Linked DNA regions of Anas platyrhynchos: region 2 is linked to region 1. Evidence: chromatin contacts called from public Hi-C data. All regions are on one chromosome and are shown on one strand. The core of a region is the stretch at or near the end of the contact, and the rest is flanking DNA. Distances in the headings are between cores, read along the strand shown.

What was found. A called contact is a pair of places that touch in the nucleus more often than the background predicts.
Region 2: a Hi-C map of liver shows a contact between it and region 1, with 2.6 times the contacts expected there. The contact joins the enhancer-like site here to the promoter of PXMP4 in region 1. A contact is called at or near these places in 2 of 8 Hi-C or Micro-C datasets (liver and skeletal muscle).

What each region holds. Positions count from the first base shown.
Region 1 is chr21:5,529,159-5,535,715 of IASCAAS_PekinDuck_T2T, forward strand. It overlaps PXMP4 (peroxisomal membrane protein 4), which reads left to right and starts at 4,230. Exons shown (of 4, transcript XM_027472954.3): 1 at 4,230-4,418; 2 at 4,602-4,664; 3 at 5,025-5,223; 4 at 6,207-6,557. The coding sequence starts at 4,279. The coding sequence ends at 6,470. It overlaps ZNF341 (zinc finger protein 341), which reads right to left and starts at 4,235. Exons shown (of 15, transcript XM_027472953.3): 1 at 4,123-4,235; 2 at 382-492. The coding sequence starts at 4,153.
Region 2 is chr21:5,572,536-5,579,092 of IASCAAS_PekinDuck_T2T, forward strand. CBFA2T2 (CBFA2/RUNX1 partner transcriptional co-repressor 2) reads right to left here. Exons shown (of 11, transcript XM_072026271.1): 9 at 5,862-5,930; 10 at 5,284-5,471; 11 at 323-2,868. The coding sequence ends at 2,584. NECAB3 (N-terminal EF-hand calcium binding protein 3) reads left to right here. Exons shown (of 13, transcript XM_027472913.3): 13 at 1-549. Among named protein-coding and RNA genes, the nearest start is that of NECAB3, 26 kb to the left of the region's middle. Within about 2 kb of position 3,151, at least 2 of the 8 cell types and tissues checked have an H3K27ac peak or open chromatin away from gene starts, as enhancers often do.

The DNA.
Region 1 (6,557 bases), core at 2,980-5,479:
CCCGTCCTAGTCGAGCACTGGGAGTTTGTGAGTGGATGTGTGACTGCACTGATACATCCCCAGGGGATAAGGAATGGCTCATTAAATAAAAAAAATACGAACACGCAGTCATGGCAGAGAGTGGCTGCTCCCTTCTTCCGTGCCTTTAACGGAACCATGTAGCCCAGCCTAACGCCTGACCTGCCCCAAAGCATTTCTGCTTGCCCAGGTGCTTGCTCTGCTCCTTCCTCCTGCTCTGCCAGGCCCCACTGAGGGGTCACAACGCTTCCAGCAGCGCCCTACACAAGCAGGGTGCCTGGTCTGATAGTCACAGAGCACACCATGGGAGGAGACCCCCAGCCCACCACCCCTCGCCCGTCTCTCCCCCACTTCGGGACTCACCCATGGGCGGGATGGCGGTGGAGGAGCTGACGCTCTGAGCAGACGGGTCTGTTACTGCTCCCTGACCATCCAGCAAGGACTGCACGGCCAGCACCGTCTGGTTATCCATTCCTGGAAGGAGACAAAGCACGGGGGGTGAATCAGGCGTGGTGTGAACGCAGAGCACCTGGGGACCGGGAGCTTGCTCATGACGAGTCGTGCAGGGAGGTGTTCCCACAGAGCCCCTCTCACCTTCTCACCACCCTGCTCCATGGGCAGTCACGCTACAGCAACGCTCCCACCTGTCCTTTGGTACAAGGAAAGGGAAGGGAAGAAGGGCAAGAAAGCTGAGAGAGAGCTTCATTTCAGGCACGGGTTGCAGTGAGGAAGGATGCTTGCAGACAGCAGGTATGAAAAGAGCTCAGAGGCGGATATTTGGGATGTCACGGGCCATGCAGCCCATGTAGGGGCTCTCTGGGAACACGGTGGGACACAGCAGAAGCAAGCCACCAAGCTCGCTAACGATGAAATGCCTGGGGTGCAGCCACCTGGATTCAGCCCGCACCTGAGCTCCTGTGCGGTGCAGGAGAAACACCTCCCTGTGCTCAGGGTCAGCGCTCCTGGATCCCATCAGACACAGGGCTATGAGCTACAGGAGGATTCAGAGACAGCATTAAAAAGAACAGATCAAGCACGGGCTCCTTGGAGAGATGCTCTGAGCAGACCTGGCTCAGCCACTTACAGGCAGGCAGGACCACAGCTCCCGCTGCCCCCAGCGCGGAGCCTCCGCGGGTGCCTCTCCCTCAGAGCTGCCGGTGGCTCTGTCACTTCCAGCTCCCCCGGGACTCCCTGAGCGCACGCACACCCAGGCAGATTTGTTGTCAGGATGAGCTCACTTGCTTTGGCACCAATATTTGTCACCACAGCTAACATGTTGTAAAACACTCTAGATGAACACCGGAGTGGGGCCGGCTCGCCTCGGGACACAGCCGGCCAGCAGCACGTGGCCGGCGCATCACAGCCCGTGCACCCCTTCTCTCTTTAGAAATCACAGGGGAAGAATCAGAGAACAATCTGATCATGAAAAAAATAGCTAAAAGGGGTGATTTTTAATGCACCACTCCTCTCTACCAATTCCCTTACCACAAGAAACCCGTGAATACAATAAATGGCACGCCAAGGCCACACGTGGAGATTAAGGGGCAAAGCGGGAGGGGAGAGTTCATTGATTGCTTTTTACTTTTCATCAAGATCTTTGCAGATCTGGAGAAAAAAAAAAAGAAACCTGTAAAGCTCTGAGTAACTCTGACCTCAGGATTACACGCTGCAGTGAACAGCAAGTGTGTCCGTGTGCTCATTTTCAAACCGTGCCGGTGAGCGTGGTACCCAACGAGAGGTCCCCTGGCCAACAGCACCAGGAAGGGAAATAAAACACCCAACGGAGTCCCAAATAATGGCACGGCGCAGCAGAAGCATCAGCCTCATTTCACCATTACGGTTTCCTCTTGCTATTTTAGCATTGCTCCTGGACAGCAAGGATGTCACCTCCCCAGTGGGAAGCACATGCAGGACCCGCAGCATTTTAAGGACACTCTAAAAACTCGTTTCTCCTGCACCTCAGGCACGAAGCGATTAACAGCGGGACTCCACGAGTGCCTTCTCCATCCATCATCTTTCACCAAGGAGAGGTCACAAACACCTCCTTGGCAGGACAGCACCATTATGCCGGGGAGCAGAGGCACGAGCAGATGATGCCGCCTTACACCCTCCTGTAAAATTACCCCCACACCGACGGGAGCCCTTGGACATCGCTGACGGAGGCACAGCGCAGCTGCAGGGCCCGTTCTGCACCCCTTGCTGGCACGGAGAGCCATGTCCCTCCCGCAGGCCAGCTCCGCCAGCACCACGCCGCTGGATCCTGGCAGGCTGGCGTTAAAACCCACCTCCTGCTCTGCACAGCATCTCCTGGGCAACTGCAAAGGCGGCACTGCGGGCTGTGCTTGGCACATCCAAACCAGAGGGAAGCGGAGCGCGTCTGCGGGGGAAGCAAGCTAACGGGACACAGCACAAAAACGGGGATCAAACGCTCAGTGTCAGTGCATAAAGATAAGAGTGGAAATGGTGAACTACTCTCATCTGGCTTGCACCAAGACCACCACGCTCACTATGCCCAGCACTTCGCGCCTGGGTTTCTTTCTGGCTCTTCAGAGCGAAAAATCCGCGTGATGGCCTCGGTCCGGCTTGCAGGAAGGGGATTAAGGAGAAACCCAAACCTACAGACAGGCAGCGCTGGGGCAGCACCGCATGCGACCAGGACAACCCGAACAATTGCTCCTCGTCCGTCTCTCTTTTGCACAGACACGCAGGGAGTCCCCCCCGTTTCTCGAGTTAAACGCAGGCTGACACCCGTAACACGGGGCAGAAACCCTACATCCCAGGTTCAGGAACCAAGCAGGCTCCGGGCCGGACCGATGCCATCCCCGGGCTCCGTGAGGCAGCTGCGGAGCAGATCTGCACCGAGCACAGCCAGCAGCCGCCTGCGGGATGTCCTTTGGAGCCGTGAGACCTTTAAAAATCCACTTCTGCCTTCCCAGCAGCAGCAAGCCTTCCCTACAACCTGCCCAAAACACGAGGATCTGAGGGCTGCCAGGCTAAAAACCCAAGGCTGTGGGTTTGACGGGATCCAGGAGGACTGACACGAGCGCACAGATGCCGAGTCACCGACCTGGAGTCTGACAGCGCACAACAGACACCGAGAGCTCCAGTCACTGTGGGCTTGGAAAACAAAACAAAAACCACTCCACTGAGATGTTTTGCCCTCCTGAATTTGGCGATGAAACCCGGCCAGCAGAGAGGGACCGGGGCACACGCGGTGCTGTCACACACCCCAGGAGACCCAACGGGGCGAAGCATTGCTCCTTGCTCGTCTCCCCGCTGCTGCGATCGCAGGTGCTGCTCCTAAAGCGGGGCGGTGGTGCTGCTGCAAGGCCTGCCAGCCAGCGGGGTCCCCTCACGTATGGGAAAATCCACTCCGGGGATCCACGCTTTGGGACAGAGCTCGCCTCTAAACGGGCTGACCCCAGGCACAACCCCACACAGCCAGGCGCTGGCCGTGCCACGGAGCCCCCACACGCCCCACAGGGCCACGCACAAACACCCAGGGGTGAGAAGCAGCCCAGGGGCAGGCGGGGGGCACGGCTCAAGCCCTGCTGTGGGGTACAGGGGACACCCCAAAGCTGGGTCGGTGGCCGTGCCCGAGCGTTGCCTGGCACAGGGACAGGGAGCGAGGGGCACCCCGGGGGCTGGGAATGGGGTGACGGGGTGACGGGGTGACGGGGTGACGGGGTGCCCCCATGTGTGGGGGGCTGTGAGGTGATGGGGAGCCCCTAAAGGCAAGGTCACGGGGATGGGAAACGTCCCACGGGTGGGTGCAGCAGTGTGCAGGGATGGGGGTGACAGGGTGACAGGGGTGCCACAGCACCACCCCAGGGGGGCGATGGGGCCCTAAGGCTGAGGGACACGGGGACAGGGACCCCCAGGGACCCCCAGGGATCCCAGGCAGAGCCGGGTGGGGGCAGCAGGAGCGTGGAGGGGGGGACCCGGTGCAGCGGGGGGGACACGGGGCCGGCAGGAGGAGGGGGTCCCCGGGCGGGGAGGGCAGCGGGGAGCCGCGGGGGGGGTGGATGCGGGTTTGGGGCGGGCAGAACCGAGCCGGGGCTGGGCTGGGGGCGGCGGTGGGGGCGCAGCGGGGCCGCCCGTTACCTTCCAGCGCCTCGAAGATCGCCTGCGCCATCTTGGAGCCGGGGCGGGCACGGAGCGAGGGGAGGGGAGCGGGGAGGGGGCGGCCCCCACCCGCCCGCCCGCCGCCAGGGGGCGGCCCCGTCCCGCAGCCTGAGGGGCCGGGGAGCGGCGGGCGCCATGGCGGGCGGGGGGGCAGCGCCGGGCCCCGCGCCCCGCGTCCCGCTGCGGGCCCTGCTCCGCGCCCTCAACGCCCTCCTCAGGCAGCGCCGCCACCGCGCCGCGCTCGCCGCCATCAAGGGCTTCCGAAATGGAGCCGTGTGAGTGGGACGGGGACATGGGGACGCGATGGGGACGCGATGGGGACGGGGGGGGGGCGGCCGGTGGGGGCACCGCGCTCCCTGGGGGGGCGTCTGCTGGGTGCCGGGGGGGCTGGTCCGGCTCCTGGGGTGCTCCCCTGGCGGTGTCCCCCCAAACCTCACCGTATCTCTTCGTTTTCACAGCTACGGGGCAAAAATCCGCGCCCCCCACGCCCTGGTGATGACTTTCCTGTTCAGGAGCGGCAGGTACCGGCCCGCATCACTCCGGCCCTGTTCCCCTAAGGCCCGGGTTTAAGAGCAGGAGGATCCGTGAGCCCACTGCTGTAATAACCAGCAGGATAACGTGTATGGAGATACACAAGTGTATGCAGTGTGCAGGGCAGCCACTTGTCTGGGGGTTGGGCCTTGGCAGAATTCGGCAAAAGCACAGTGTGAGCAGAGCGTTGATGGACCCCCGATGGGTGCCCCACACCCCGGGGTGCCCCCCTCACAGAGCAGGAGGTGTCCGTGGGGTACCAGAGCTGAGGGTGGAGGTGGGTAAGGTCCGGGCTGGTTTTTGGTGGTGCTGCCTGTTCGCTCTCCTAATTGTCTGTTTCTTTTGTCCAGTTTAAGAGAGAAACTGAAGTCGATCGCTCAGGCTACGTACACCCATTCCCGGAACTTGGCGTATTTTGTGTTCACCTACAAGGGGCTGATGGCGTTGCAGTCCTGGCTACAGGGGAAAAAAATCCCATTTCATTCTTTCTTGGCAGCCTGCATTGGGGGTTGGTTAGTGTTTGGTGAGAACAATCCTGTCAACAGCCAGGTAAATGTCTTTGGTGGACGTTGGGTTGACAAAAAGACCAGCGGGTGGGTGGTTGTGTGCCGGGAACTGGCCGGAGTAGCGCGGCATCGTGCTGGTGGTTCTTGCTGTGCAGCAGGACCCGTTCACAGTATTGCTCTTTGCACAAGTTCTCTTTTTGACTGCTCCGCGCTCAAGCAGTAGGAGAGGTGGCTGTGTGCCTCCGGGACAGAGAGTGCAGTTTGAGAGCTAACAGCTCTGCTTGGCCTCCAGAGTTGCATCTAGGACAGCAGGTTCGCAGCCCAAAGCCACCTGGTTCCCCCACACGTTCTCTGAGCTGTGGTAACCGCCTGCCTCTGAGCTCCTGGCCTGCCTGCTTGTAGAGTTAAACCCACGAGCTTGAGCTTTGTCATTTGTAGAGAACGATTGATTACAGAGCTACGCTTAACTGAACTGCTTAAACTGACAAAAGGTGCTCAGGGGGAGTCTGATCCAGAGCTGGTTGTTACTGACTTCAGTTTGGGTCGGAAAAACACAGACACAGATTAATCAGAAGTGTTCTACTTGTGCAATCCCCTGCAAGACAGCACCTTCGGTCTGGTTTTAGGATGTGTCCACGCTACTGAGCCTGTCTGTATCTGCTTGGCAGGGTGACAGGGCTGCTCTGTGGCTATTGGCAGCAGCATCTGGGGTAGTGTTAACTTAGCAAAGATGAAGGTTGTGCAACTGAGCTGCAACTGTGCAAAGATCTGTTGCATCAGGTGTGATTTACTGCTTACTAAATGAGAGCACCTGCAGGGAAGCAAGGCTTTGAGGTCATAAGGAAGACACAAACATCTCCAATTTAAGATTTTTTGATATGTGAACCTACAGTCCGTTTGCCGTTAACGTTGGGTAAACTGTTCCTGCCCCTCTTGCACAGCTTATCCCTTCTAAATCACTTCCTCTGACCAGGTTTACTGGCTAGGTTCTCTTCCTGATGTTCTCTGGGTTTTATTTTTATGCAGATCGTTATGTACCTGCTGTCTCGTATCCTGTTTGGCTTGTCTCGGCTGGCGGTGGAGAAGGGCTATGTCCCGCAGCCCAAGCAGGATCCCTTTCCACTCGTTGCTGCTCTGGTGTGGGGAACAGTTCTCTGGCTCTTTGAGTACCACCGACAGACGCTGCAGCCCTCCCTGCAGGCCTCCATGACCTATCTGTATGACGACAGTAACGTATGGCATGACATTTCGGACTTCCTCATTTACAACAAAAAGCCTGCAAGCGAGTAGTTGGTTCCTTGGAAAACACCTGTGAACATGACGGTACCTAAGGGAAAAGGTTGTTCTGTCGCTCTCGACTGGTTATTATTATTTTTT
Region 2 (6,557 bases), core at 1,901-4,400, 42 kb after region 1:
GCTTCCTGCTGCTTCTCTGAGCCCCCTGCACCCTGAGAAGCCAGGCTTTGGGGTCCCCCCACTGCCCCCCAGGTGCTGGCGAGCCTGCAGCAAGGGGTTGGCACTGCAAGCTCCCCCCCAGCACGCTGCAGGCTCCTCTGTGCCCCAAATCAACAACGTGCTTAAAAAAAAGAACACGCTTCAATGCGAAGGGAAAGAGACCCAAAGTTCCCCGGTACCTGACTGACGTCCAGCTCTGCCTGCGCCCCCGCAGAACCCCCGGCAGCTGCCCGGGCCCTGCCACAAAGCATCGGTCCTTCAAGGAAAGAGGCCCGAGGAGCTGTACGATGAATATAGTCTTTTTATTGACTACTTTTGAGTAGAACAAACTAAATACATCTGTAACAGTTTGGGTTCCTTTATACAGTACATTAAATAAGTTATGCACAGGAATGAAGTAACAAATTCCTATTACAGAATTAAATGTCAAAAAAAAAAATAGAAAACTCACCCCACCAAGTCTTCTTCCCAGGTCTGAATTTCACATTTATCGTTACAATTTATTTTTTTTTTAAAAAGCAATCGTTCTAATCATGACCGTTAGTACTTCATTCATTTACACTGGGGTTAATTTTAATACACAGCCAAAGTTGCATGAGAATTATGGAAGACAATCTATTTACAAGCCATTTTCAGCACGGCACCGCGCTCATTCCTTTCTCAGCCGCTCTGGCAGTGCTTGGCCCCCCCCCGGCCCCTCGTGTGCGCTCAGGGCCGCAGGGACCTGCCGGGACGCCGCAGCCCCGTGTTGGTACCTGAGGCAGCTCCAAGTTCTCATGCGTTGTGCTGCGGACACGGGACAGTCCCAGCTGCCACTTGAGAGCTTTCGTGGAAACCAGGAGACTTCGTGGCTTTTTTTTCAAACTGAAACCTCGCCGATGCGGGACTCACCCGCTCTATCCCCCGACAGCAGCTTCCAGAACAACGTTCCCCGAGGGATGAAGCTGGTTCGCTGGGTAACTCGATTATCCCTGGGCACACCCCTGCCAGCCAGCAGGCAGCCACACCACGGCACACTCGGTGACTATTCATTACATCTCTATTATTCACCTCCAATTGAAAAAGTGATCAAAAATAATTTGGGAATTACTTGCCTCATTGGGCTCCAACCCAGCAATCATACAAAAGCAGTCACGGAAACACAGCTTTGCTGAATAGATGGTTTCCTGGATCCCATTTGCGCACAGCATGTGGGATCAGTGTGCGTCCCCGAGGGCACGCTCCGGTGCCTCCCATCCGCCGCCGACAGCCTCTGAGGGGAGAGCTCCGAGGCTGCGCCGGAGCCGAGCCCTGCAGTAGCTGTTGGCGGGTCAGAGCTCCGCAGGCTGCCCCCGAGCCCTCCCCACGTGCTGACGCAGGGGCTCTGCTCCCTCCTGGGGCGGGCGCTGGGTCCCCGCAGCTTTGGGTTGGGCTCAGGGTGCCGACAAGGTGGGGGAAGCTGCACGGGGCCCCCGGGAGGGCCGCGCATCCCCACGCACCTCCAGCGGGGCCAGGGATCCCCGGGGTGGGTGAGAGCCGGCACAGGGTGCCGAGCCCTGCATCAGTGTGGCCAACGCGCGGGGAGAGAACGGGCTATAAATAATCCACTGCAATCACGCTGGGATCTTTGTGGTTGAAAACACCACCGGTAACTCTCCAACCAACAACTTCCATGCAAAGAAGAAATGCTTTCTGCACAGCAAAATAATGGTAGCCAGGTGGAAAGCGCAATAACTGCCCACAAGGAATCCAGATTTGGTCTGCACATTTGCACTCAGCAAAGGTCCAACCCCGAGTATCACGCAACTGCCTGTCCAGTTACAGCGAGGGATTAAAAACAGGCCCTCCAGCAGTGACCAGCTGTACTTCCCTGGTACTGACATTTGGTTTAGAGCTGTCCTCAGCAGACGTGTCCTCTCCTCAGCCTCCGCAGCCTGGAGCCGCCACCCGCCGCAGGCAGGAGCAGAGCAGCTCAGTTCTCCCCAAGCAGCTACGTATTTGTCATTGCACTAGAGAATGAGATGCTCTTGCTGGAAAATCGGCTCTGGTCTGTTCAAAGCAACAAAGAGCCAGCACGGCTAACTGAGAAACCTTTGTCTGGGAGCAAGATTAAAAAAGAAAAGATGCGTATTATGGAAAAAAGGTAGCTGAATGAGGGGGCAGTTCAGACACCTCAGGAGAAGAGCCTGAGCGCGTTTGACCCTTGAGAACAGGGCTGCTTGGCTGGGCACCGCTCGCTCCACATTTCCTGCCGGCGCTCCGTGGGGGCCGGGTTCCCCTGAGCGAGTGCCCAGACCCCCCGGGTCCCACACGATGCTCTGGTGCGGCCCTTCGGAGAGAGCAGCACGGAGGCACCTTGAGCGAGGCCGTCCCAAGTCCTTTATGAGCCCTAAAAAAGGCCGAATGAGATGGCAAAGCCCAAGTGCCGGTGCTCCGGAGGAGGCGGCGTGGATTTGTCAATTGTGCCAAGTGACAGAAGTTTCTGCGGTGTGGTTTTTTTTTTCCAACTTAAAAAACAAATAAATCGGGAAAACTAATCAAATGGACTGACCCCAAACTTCCCTTTTAGAGTCCGTTCGTTTCTATTGCTGTCACAGACGCTGGAGTGGAGGATCGAGACGTGGCTGCCGAAGTCTTCTCGAGGGCCGGGCTGGACACGCCGTCGATGGCCTTGGTGGCTGTGGAGCGCCCCGCGGGCAGAGCCAGCGGCTTGCTCTGGCTGTGCAGGCTTTGGCCGCAGATCCGGTGGTGCCTCTCCCAGTCCTTGTGCTGGCAGAAGGAGCCGCAGTACCGGGCGATGTTGCAGCCACTGCAGGTCTCGCTGGCCTTGCGGCCGCAGTTCCAACAGCTCTGAAAGGACCCAAGACACCACACTTCAGAACGCGTTTCGTTGCCAGAGCTGTAGGACAGTGCTGACTCGACAGCTCTGGAGGGGACGTTCATCCCCCTCTGGCCCAGATTTAGTAATGTTAAGATGAGCAATCCATTTATTCCTGCTATTTCACAGCTCTTTGCCAAGGGTACTAACCCCTACTCCTCTGCCCTACAAAAGCCTGCCAGACTGCGCTGCACACATCCTCTCCCCTAGATCCACCCAAACGCACACAGGAAACAGCAGGCAAGGACTGAAAAACACACCACAGATGCTGCTATTTGGTCTTTTTATTTCCTGTTTTAAGCAGCTCTATTTTGGTACCGCTCCCAGCCAAGCGCTCTCCGCGGGGATTACAGCGCTGCACAGGCACCATTTGCTCTGCACCCTGCCTAGCTGCACAAGAGGTCAGAGCCGGCTAATTTGGAAAAGAAAAAGCCCATTTGAAAGCCTCCCAGCCAGGTGGAAGCGCTGCCAGCGCGCAGCCTTCAGTCTGGACGAGGAGCAGAGCCCCTCTGGCCGGCGGGCGAGGCGTCAGCTGGTGGGCTCACCGCCCGCGCGGCGCGAGCACGGGGGCAGGGGGCCAGCGCCGGGAGCTGCGGCCGCAGCTGCTCCGGAGAGGGGAGCGGGAGGATTTGCTTCCCTGCAGCTGGACCCCTGCATTAGCAAACGCCTACTGGGAGGGCAGCTTCAGCTGTGAAAGAGCAGCCCCTGCCAGAGCCCCGGGCCTCTCTCCGCGGGGCACATTTCATGGCCACTGCTGCCACGAAGGCGAGCGGAAGGCTGCCGGGCCCCACGCGCCCACCAGCGCGGAGTCTGTGCCCACGGCGACTTTGGGGCTGCCGAAGAGCCCAAGCGAGCTGGTCGGGAGCGAGCAGCTGCTGGGAGAAGCAGGACTCGCAACCAAGAGAGGCCCCACAGGAGCCTACAGTAACTGGGAGAGCTGGGCCAGCGCTGTGCGGCTGTTTGCACTTGGAGCAGCAGCTTCAGACATATTCCCAAGGTTCCCCGGCATGCCAGAACACGCCAGCCTGTGAGCAGGGCCCTTAGGGAAACAGGCCAGGGGTGTGGGGTTCACGGGGTGCTCACTCGACTCCCAAGGTCCTGCACTGCTCCCACCCCCTGTGCAGCAGCACCGCGAGGGGGACGCACAGACAGGAGGACGCTCCCCTGGTATTCCCCTACAGAAAGCTCATTGCTTATCTCATTCCTTCCCCAGCAGTTCCACCCACTCCCCTCATGTGTTTACTGACTGCCGCATCTGTCCTGCAGTGATTTCAGGGGAAGTCTCACAGCATGCCCACTGCTGCAATAACACCTGATGCTTACATGGCTCCTGCTGCATGGGGTGCCCAGAGCGTCCCAGGCCCCGCAGGAGAAGGGATCCAGACTCACTGCCCACGTGGCCTGAAGCGACACGAAGCCCTCACTCCCATCAGATTTTTGGTCAGCAGAAACAAAGCCCAAAGCATTTGTGCAGAGAAATGAAAGCAGTAAGGCAGCCACAAGTGGCCATGACATCGCAGCGCAGGAATTAACCGAGCAATTTGTGCTCAGTGCAGCTGAGATCTCCAAAACTTAATGAAATGTGTTTCCAGTTAAAGGACAGCGAGAGTGATAATTAATGACTGAGGGGTGGAAAGGAATTCCCTGAGACACCCACTCAGCAGGTGTCGCTGGCTATGACAAACCAGGAGCCCTCCCTTCTTTCCTGAGATGCAAAAACCTTGTTAGGTGTCACCAGCCCTCTGCAGGGCAGGGACAGCCGTCCCACACACAGGTTTCTCTCTGATCTCATGGGATCAGAGGAGCAAGAGCACTGCAGGGCCTGTTTCTGGAGAGCAGCTAACTCATGCTGCCTGGGCACGTGTTTTGTGAGCTCACAAACTGACAAGGTCCAAGGCAGCACGTACCCACCGCGCTGGTCAGCACCAAGGCAGGGTGTGATTACAGACCATCAAGAAATGAGTAATTCTGACCTCTCGTGGGACCCAGTTTCTACCCTGCACTGTTTTAAAGCCGTACCCACCAGCACCCTTTTCTCTTTGCTCTCCAAATGCACAGAAATCCCTGGTGGCTGCCCCGTGTCCAGCTGACGGTGCCCAGCTGGGCCCTCACACAACCACACTGCACCCGAGGGCTCTTCCAGAGGGGAATCAGTTTAGGCTGATTCCTCTGCCAATAAAATACAACCTCAAGTTTTCTTTTTTTTTTTTTTTTACAGTATCAATGCATCCTTTTAGTTACTGACCAGAGAGAGGCTTCTAAAAGGGAAAAGGGATGGGGGACCTGCAGGCTCCAGGCCACCCCTGGGCAGGACCCAGGGCCTTGGTGAGTCCCTGAAACTCCCCGCTGGGGACGTCCCCGCAGCTGGGCCAGCCCTGGCACCGTACCTCCGTAGACTCCTCCTGTTCGTTGATCACAAGGAAAGCGTCCTCAGTAGCCTGGCGCTTGGCGTCCGCAATGGTCTGCTCCATGCGCGCCCTCTCGGAGGCGATCATCTCGAAGGCCTTCTGCTCGGCCTCCGCCACAGCCTTCTGCACCTCCGACATGGCCTGGCGCTTCACCTCGTTCACGGCTTCTTCTGGAAGGGAACAGCAGCCTCAGCAGCCTGCCCGAGCCTCGGGGCGATGCCAGCCTGGGCAGGACGGGGGCACGGAGCTGCGGTGCCACGGCCCCTCTTGACTTGGGACACCCGTGGGTGGGGGACACGGGGCTCGGTTGGTGCCGCTGCCGCGGCTGCTCCCACCAGCAGCAGAGCCAGGCTCAGCCCCGCAGGCTCCCCGCTGACACCGTAGGCAGGAGCACCCTCGGCAAAGCCGGGGCCGGGGGTGCGGGCAGCCAGATGTGCACATCCCGGGGCTTTCCTGCAGCTGGGCTTCTCCAGTCGCTGCGGAGCAACGTGCAGCATCTGTGTTTACCTCAAGGGATCTGGCAGCGGCCCCTGCCAAGGTTCCTAACAAACACTTACCAGCTTTTTTCCATATCTCCTCGGTGACGTAGCCCGTTCCCGACCTGCTGCTGAACTCCCGCAACGAATCTGTTGGGACAGGGGACAGGGGAGAGGTTGGCAGAGCCTCATCCCAGCCCACTGCCGGCCGCGGGGTGGCTGGGGAATGCCCGGCTCTGTCTGGGGACCTGGCACAGACAGCGGCCAGGCAGGGTCGGGTTAACAGGCTAAAACTTGAAACAAAGGATTCCTACAGTTAGGGCCATTCATCAAACACTTAGATGATAAATTACAACATTTAATTAGCGCCCTGCATAATTTATGATGCAGTACAACCCATTTCCATCTCCCGGTACTTTATAACAAGAAGCAATACTTATAAACCCGTGCCATCAAACATCTGCACTGCCCACTGGCTTGGAACATCAATCTATAGGAGCAGCAGTTTACATTAAAGGCAGCACTTTCCATTCCCAGGGGCAATTCAAAGACTCGGGTGGATGGACAAAGCGTCCTGCGAGCTCTCTGGCACTGAGAGGTGTATACATTCCCCAGCACCCAGGGAGCCAACCTGACAGATGGGGACGCTCACACGAGGATCTAAACACAGAAACCTTGCACTGTCTTCTATCCACATCCCTTTATTTAACACTTCAGAGGAACTTTCTGAAGGGTCAGATGGCACTGGCAGAACGAAAGCTGATTCATGTCAAGGGC